2 separate regions of the Mus musculus genome follow, and region 2 is linked to region 1. Evidence: chromatin contacts called from public Hi-C data. All regions are on one chromosome and are shown on one strand. The core of a region is the stretch at or near the end of the contact, and the rest is flanking DNA. Distances in the headings are between cores, read along the strand shown. Region 1 holds the start of Sec24b (Sec24 related gene family, member B (S. cerevisiae)). Region 2 holds the start of Col25a1 (collagen, type XXV, alpha 1).

Region 1 (3,379 bases), core at 766-3,265:
GACCTGGTAGCCAAGCAACAGATGTTAGACGACAATTCAGATGTTGTTATGAAGAGTAAGAATAAACAGAAACCAAGTATCATTCCCACTGGGCATCAAGACATGGATTTATTCCTACAACCACGTGGCTGAGTAAATGTCCTGGCACCTCTGTGTCATCTAAAAAATAAAAATGACACTTGACAATCAAGGACACCGTCCCTGAAACTGTTAAACATTGATTTACAATGTTAACAAACAAAACAAAGCCTAGTTAGCAGTTCCTAGAAGCCTACCTAAGTTGGATTTCCAAAACCTACAAGGTAGAAAGAACCAACTCTCAGAAGTTATCCTCTGAACTCTATGTGCAAGGAGGGGCACAGTCATTTATACCCAGGCACACATAATAGACAAAGCTGCTCACAAACCATGTTTTCACCTGGACAAGTGTGATACAAATGACACCGTTCACCTTCAAAAGCTCTTGATACTAAACAACAACTATAAGAAGCATGAAATATTGATAAGTAAGACCAACCTAGGGATCTTAAGACTAAACCATCATTTTTTTTTAATTGTGAATAAAAAATTCCACCTGATTCTTGGGGTGTTTCGTGTTTGAAAAGCATTACTGATTTTCCAAACTTTGGCTGTAAATTTGATTAGCACGCTGTGTAAACTAGGCCAATGATTTGATGAGTATTGAGTAGTTTTGTTTTTTGACACAGGGCAGAGGGATTTTCTTCGCTTTACTTTGGGAGGGTCTCATTAGACACACTCAACTCTCTAAGGAGGGCCCCTCCCCTACTTAGGAACATTCCAGATATCCAGAGCAGGGGCCAGGCACGCTAGGGTAAGATCATTTCTCAGCAATAACTCCTGCATGCTCGGAGCCTATAACCTCTGTATGAAAGCCACAGTCGTGTTTCCCTACGCAGGCCTTGCATCAAAACAGGGCCAAGCAACTCTGGCACGTTTTCCTAGACTTGAAAGTGAAGCTGGAGATGGGGGACTCTAAAGGTGTTCGCTTAGTTGACACCTGCTACCCCGGGAACACTACACTACTACAAGCGAACTCCAAAGGCTTGAGCAGCAACCGCAGCGGCAAACCACAACAGATCCGAGGCCGAAGTGGGTCGGGGTTACAGTTACACTTCTGCAGCACATTTACATCCTTCTGCCTACAAACTTGAGTGCAAACTAAGTTCCCTTCCAGGCGGCGTGCTCGCTGGGCCTTAAAAAAAAAAAAATCAAAGCTACGTTCCTGGGGCCCGGAAGGATGCGATCCACCAGGTACCAAGGTTGCTCCCAGCCCTCCATAGACCAAGCACTCTGCGGCCCCGGCGTCCTGTGAGCTCTCGGGGCCCAAAGGGTCGCCCGGGGCAACCGGCCGGCGCCCAGGTCGGAGCAGACGGTCGTGCGGGCCGCCGACCCCTCCACTCCGGCCTCGGTCCGCGCGGGAGGGCAGGCCTGGATGGCAGGCGGCCGGCGGCCCCGCCCTGCCGGCCCTTCGGTCGCTCCCCTCGCCGCATCGCGGCCTCCAGGCTCCACCGCGGCCTCGGGGCCCCACCGCGGCCTCCCCGGTCCGGCCCTGCCCTGCCCGCCCCCAGCCACCGCGCAGGCCGCCCGCCCGCCCGCCCGCTCTCCCTCCCTTCCGCCTGCCTAGGCCCCACGCCGCGCCCCGGCCTCCCGCCTCACCGTTCTGCTGCGGCGGTGCCAGGCCGGAGACAGCTCCGCCGAGCTTGGGCGGCATCCGGGCGCCGGCGGCCGGGTGAGGGGACCCGGCGGGGGCCGACATGACGGCGCGGCTGGCGGCGGCGGCTCCTCCGCGGCGGGAGATGGGCGGAGGGAAGGAAGGCGGGGCCGCGGAGGAAGAGGAAGAGGAAGGAACGCGCCCGCGTCACAGGCCGAGTCACTCTCACCGACGACCGCGGCCCGGGCACCCACGCTCGGCCGCGCCACCACCGCACGCGTGCGGACCCCGGCCCAGCCCTCCCGCGCCAGCGCCCCCTGCAGGCCGGAGCTGCGACCACCTCCCCGCACAGGCCAGACTGCGGCTGCGGCGCCGCCGCCGAAGGGAAAGGCGCGGGCCACGGTGGCCGCCGCTACCCGGATGGAGCCTGCGCCCTGCAGTGCTGCAGAGCGGTGCAAAGCTGCGGGCTGAGGTCCCGAGTCCTGGGTCACGCCAGTCCCAGCCCACCCACGTACCCATCCTCGGAAGAGGAAGCCTGGCTTTGGATTTGTTATTTATTCTTGTACAACGCCACCCCCCCCCACTCCAACTTAATTCCAAATTAACAGCGCAATCAAGCTAAATGTTGATTGAAAATGTGTAATTCCCAAGCAGAGAGAAAACATTTCTCTATGACAGATTCCCCATAACAGTGGCAGTAAAGCCAGAACTTTGACCAGTGGCTTTAAACGCTAGGAGAAAGATGAATGCCTAATACTAGGAGAGCTTGAAGACGAACTTTATATTCCCCCCACCCACCAAGGGTTGGCTCCGCCCGCCCGTTGGTGTTTAGGAGAGCTGTGGCATCCAGAAGACAGGTCAGCTTGCTTTGACTACCTTAGTGAAGTCTTAGAAGCAATCTCCCTGGTCCGTTCAGCATGCTGACTGGCAAGTAAAGACTACTTTATCCAAGTCATTTGGGCATCTTGGTCCCAACTAGGTCACGGTCACACAGTGGTGGGTGTGCAACTGCTCAAAAACGTTCGGATTCAGAATGTGATCTAGTAAGATGGCATTTCCGGAGCGCTGGAATCCTATTTACTGGAAGGTTATGCCAACCTCAAAGGTTCGTAGTTCTAGAACACAAAGCCTTCCTTAAATAGTTGCCGTGAGTTAATGACGGATGCCCTATCGAACCGCACTAAAAATAAACTTTGGAGTTCTGAGATTTCCAGCCACATTATGCTCTGTATTCATGTGTATTGTGGCTTTGTTCGCAGCAGCTCAGCCTCCCTGAGCTAGAGATCACACCCCCACTTCATCAAGGAGGTCACAGTTCAAGCCCTTGCCAGGAGTCCTTTGAATTTACTAAAATTAAGGGTGACACCATGTGAGTAAGGGAAGAATAGGCGATTGGCTTTCTGCCTCTGCAATGTGTTCTTGATGTTAGCTGATTTCAATCAGGTGTATGGATATGTTATTTCTTCAGGGAAGATTCCTCACACAGACTGAGATATTACACTTCCATAGATCTCCATAATGTAATGGCTCCAAAATTATTTACTTCCGTTGGTCGGTTGTGTTGGGCCTAAAGGAAACTTCCGTACCCCAAATTCCAAATGGCAATCCAAACATCAGCCTGGACTATAGGAGGGTTTCTGGCAGTTAGATAAAAGGCAGCCTTCCTAACAAACCTGGGAAACTGTTCCCCACTGTGATGGTTTGAGT
Region 2 (3,495 bases), core at 604-3,103, 120 kb after region 1:
AAGTTTGGCGAGATGGGGGATGACTGGATGTGCTGAAGGAATTTAGGGGAACAAGGAGAGGAGGGTGAGGAGAAGTCCGGACAGCTCCATATTGAGAAGGCAAATGGAACTGAGCAGAAGTTTGGAGGAACAATGCAGGCTAAGTTGTAACTGCTAGTGAGAGATGAATGTCGAATGGTGAGCTGTATCATTCTGGGGCTCCGGAGGTTTGGGTTTGGTATATGCATTCATTGCTCAACAGCTAAAAGATGGTAATTAGGAATTCCACAGAGGAGAGTATCGATGGCATAGAGCAGAGGCTCAAAGAGAGAACATTGAGAGGACTGGCAAAGAAAAAGTTTGCAACCCATGTACAACATTACCACCACCACCGCGGCCCACTAAACACCCACACTAAGCAACGGAGGTTAATTGGAATGTGGAAAGAACTAACATATTAAACTTTTTGGCTGGAGCTAGAGTTCAGGGTTAGGGAGCTTACTTACCTGGAACACACACACACACACACACACACACACACACACACACATCCTTCTTGAGTCCATTTAGTGTTTCTCATATGTCTATGTATTTAGAGATGACAGTCTGGAGTTGGTTCCGGAAGGAAACAGTCTCCTCCAGCAGCCATTGATTGTTAGTAGCTCTTATTCTAGGCACCGGGTCTCATGCAAGGTCCCCGATCCACGTTGGCATGTGAGCATAGTTGTTATTCAGGTCTTGAGGTCTTGTTTTATGCAACCACTTGTTGAGATTCATAAGTGCAGGCTTCCTGCTATGTCTATCCTAAGTCCCCCTTGGCACTGTAGTTTACACACGAGAAGCAACTGCTCCGGGTTAGGTATTTTGTTCATTGATTATAGTAGTAACTGGTTGTGGTAATCGGTTAGGGAGGGAAAGAAACGTACGTGACATTTCTTAAGATGAAAAGGCAAAAAGGAAGGTCTTTTGGAAGGAGAGTTAGGGTTGTGTTTTCTTCTCTAAAATCAATTGGATGCAAAATGCTACTTGTTATCAATTTAGAAAAAAAAAAAAAATCCCAGTAGAGACTTAGTAATTTGATCCAGAGGGAAGAGGCAAGCTGAGAGTCAAGGAAGAGGAAAAACTGACTTCATTCTTCAGCTCTTTCCTAAATCCTGAGAAATGTGTATGCCTCAAACACTCACAAAACAGCGAATCAGGAAAACACATTAGCACCCTAGTACAGAGAAAGAGCCCAGAGCTGGGGGGGGGGGGGGGGGCAGCATCAAGACAAGAGGAAACGGGGGAGGGGCGAGAAAACTTCCCCAGTCATCTGCAGCAAGGCGTGGGAAGGAAGGGAAGTGGGGAAGGTACCCTGCAGACGTCAGCCAGACACTTTGCCTCTGGGCATGTGGGAACGAACTGAGGGAGGAGGGAAAACGTCGCGCAAGGGCTAGATGGAGGAGCTCCTGTGGCTGCCTTTGAGCGAGGATCTGGAGAGCTGGAGCCTTCTGCTTCCGTTCTTTCCTTCAGGAGGCCATTTCTCCATTTTTTAACCCAAATAGGGGGCGCTGGGCTAAGCCAGTATAAGCCACTCTGCACAGCAGACCTCAATTCGGCCCCTGGCTAGGGCCGGAGAGATGGCCTTAGGGGGACGCTGAAGTTACTCGGTGGTGGGAGGGGGAAGGGTCTCCAAGCTCCTCTCCAATCACAGTGGTTGCTGTAGCTATTTGCATATATTATGCTAATAGAGACCTCGGGCTCCGCTCCCACCCGCGCTCCCGCCCCTTCGTGGGTCCAGGCGGGCTGGGCGAAGGTGAATATATTATGCTAATAAGGAGGCTCCTGCGGGAGGGGGCGGTCCGCGCTTCAGGCGCGCGCGCACTGTCTCACACAAGAGCATCCCGGGGTATTTAAGGCTCGCACACGCGGGTCTGCGGAGATACTTTTGGGGCCTCGCAGCTTACGATCGCTGCTTGGGTCACTCGGTCCTCTTTTTCTCTATTCCTCTACCACCCACGGGGGCTGCGCTCTCGCCGGGTCTCTGTATTTCCTTTTCTTTTTGGCCTTGAACTGATCCAGGTGGGAGACAGGTCGGCGGGTGGAAAAAGGTAGAGATAGGCAGGCAGACTCAACAGGTCGGAGCAGAGAGAGGGGCTCTCGGACCCTGCGCCTCCGCGCGGGGGACCCCTAAGGAGGTGTCGGATTGGGGGGGTCAAGAGAGCTGCCCTAGTGGGTTTCATTTCAGCTGTGACCCCAACAACACCCCCGGCGCCACACAGTCCCCGGCCGGAGGGTGCTTTTCACTCCTAGCTGGAAGGGGAGAAAGAATCTGGAGGACGGTCGGTCCACGCCTGCTGATCCGGACGCCGAGCCACGCGCAGGTCCATCTCTAAGCCCGGGCTCCGACTCTACCAACTAGTTGTGCAGCCGCAGGGACTGAACTTTGGAGGAACCGACCCTTCCTCTCATTCTAAGATTACTGGAGGAGATAGAAGGTGGAAGGCGTAGCGGAGGCCAGCGACCCCGCCACAATGTTGGTGAAGAAGCTTGCAGGGAAAGGAGGGGGACGAGAGTCTGGATCAGAAGATCCGCGCCCCTTGGGACAGCGTTGTGCCGGCACCATGCCCTCGTGCACGGCCCTGGCGACCCTCTTGTCAGTGGTTGCTGTGGCTTTCTGTTTTTATCTTGGGGTGAAAACCAACGACCTCCAGGCGAGGATTGCTGCTCTTGAATCTGCTAAAGGGACCCCTTCCTTCCATCCGCTGTCTGACACCGTGGATGAGCTGAAGGCAATGGTTCAGGAGAAAGTGGAGCGTCTCTTGGCTCAGGTGTGGAAGGCTGGGTATTTTGCACGTGAATACTGTTTTGCACAGGTGTGAGCCCTGTGTGCAGGGATAGTTTCGACCCTTAGCTGTCTGCATAGTTGACTTGACTGTATATGCCAAGTATGGAGTTAAGTACCTTGGGTATTGCTTAGTATCAAGTCTGTAGCAGATATCTTCCCTGGGTATTCCATAGTGCTTGCATGCTTAGACATATATGGGGGGTCTGGATAACGGGAGTGTGTGGAGGGGCATTTTATTTCTTTGTAGCTTTCTGGAGTCTCTTGGGAGCTCTCACTTCAACGGAGACCAATTTTTGTTGATATAAGATCTCATATCTCCTTCCCAGGGAAAGGTTAGGGAAACAGGTGTTATTAATATACAAAAGGTAATCACTTTCAAGTGAAACGATCCTATAGAGCTTGAGAATCATAAATTCCACCCTTCGAATCTTTTTTTCATGTTCAAACACTTTGAAAAAGTTTTATAGTTGGTTAAGGATGCAGTGCAGGTAATAATTGGAAGGTAGAGCTGTTGAAGCTGAGAGTTATCTTCAAGGTTGGTTTCAAATCAGGGCCATTTATTTATTTATTTATTTAAAATTTACTTCCAATGGAGAGGCTGTGTAGAGTTCACATTCACTTATGCACTCTTGACCAGCGTCTTTGGACCTATATCACTGCCTGGCTTTTGCACTGCCTGCCTATGCTTG

The links. Hi-C and Micro-C count contacts between places; a contact is called where the count stands out from the background.
Region 2: a Hi-C map of nephron progenitors shows a contact between it and region 1, with 4 times the contacts expected there. The contact joins the promoter of Col25a1 here to the promoter of Sec24b in region 1. A contact is called at or near these places in 4 of 484 Hi-C or Micro-C datasets (embryonic stem cells, nephron progenitors and stem cell-derived neural progenitor cells), 1 of 115 datasets of contacts at active chromatin or transcription factors (embryonic stem cells) and 1 of 9 other capture datasets (adipose tissue).

The regions. Positions count from the first base shown.
Region 1 is chr3:130,058,892-130,062,270 of GRCm38.p6, forward strand. It overlaps Sec24b (Sec24 related gene family, member B (S. cerevisiae)), which reads right to left and starts at 2,016. Exons shown (of 24, transcript NM_207209.3): 1 at 1,678-2,016. The coding sequence starts at 1,777.
Region 2 is chr3:130,178,992-130,182,486 of GRCm38.p6, forward strand. Col25a1 (collagen, type XXV, alpha 1) reads left to right here and starts at 1,854. Exons shown (of 38, transcript NM_029838.4): 1 at 1,854-2,789. The coding sequence starts at 2,493.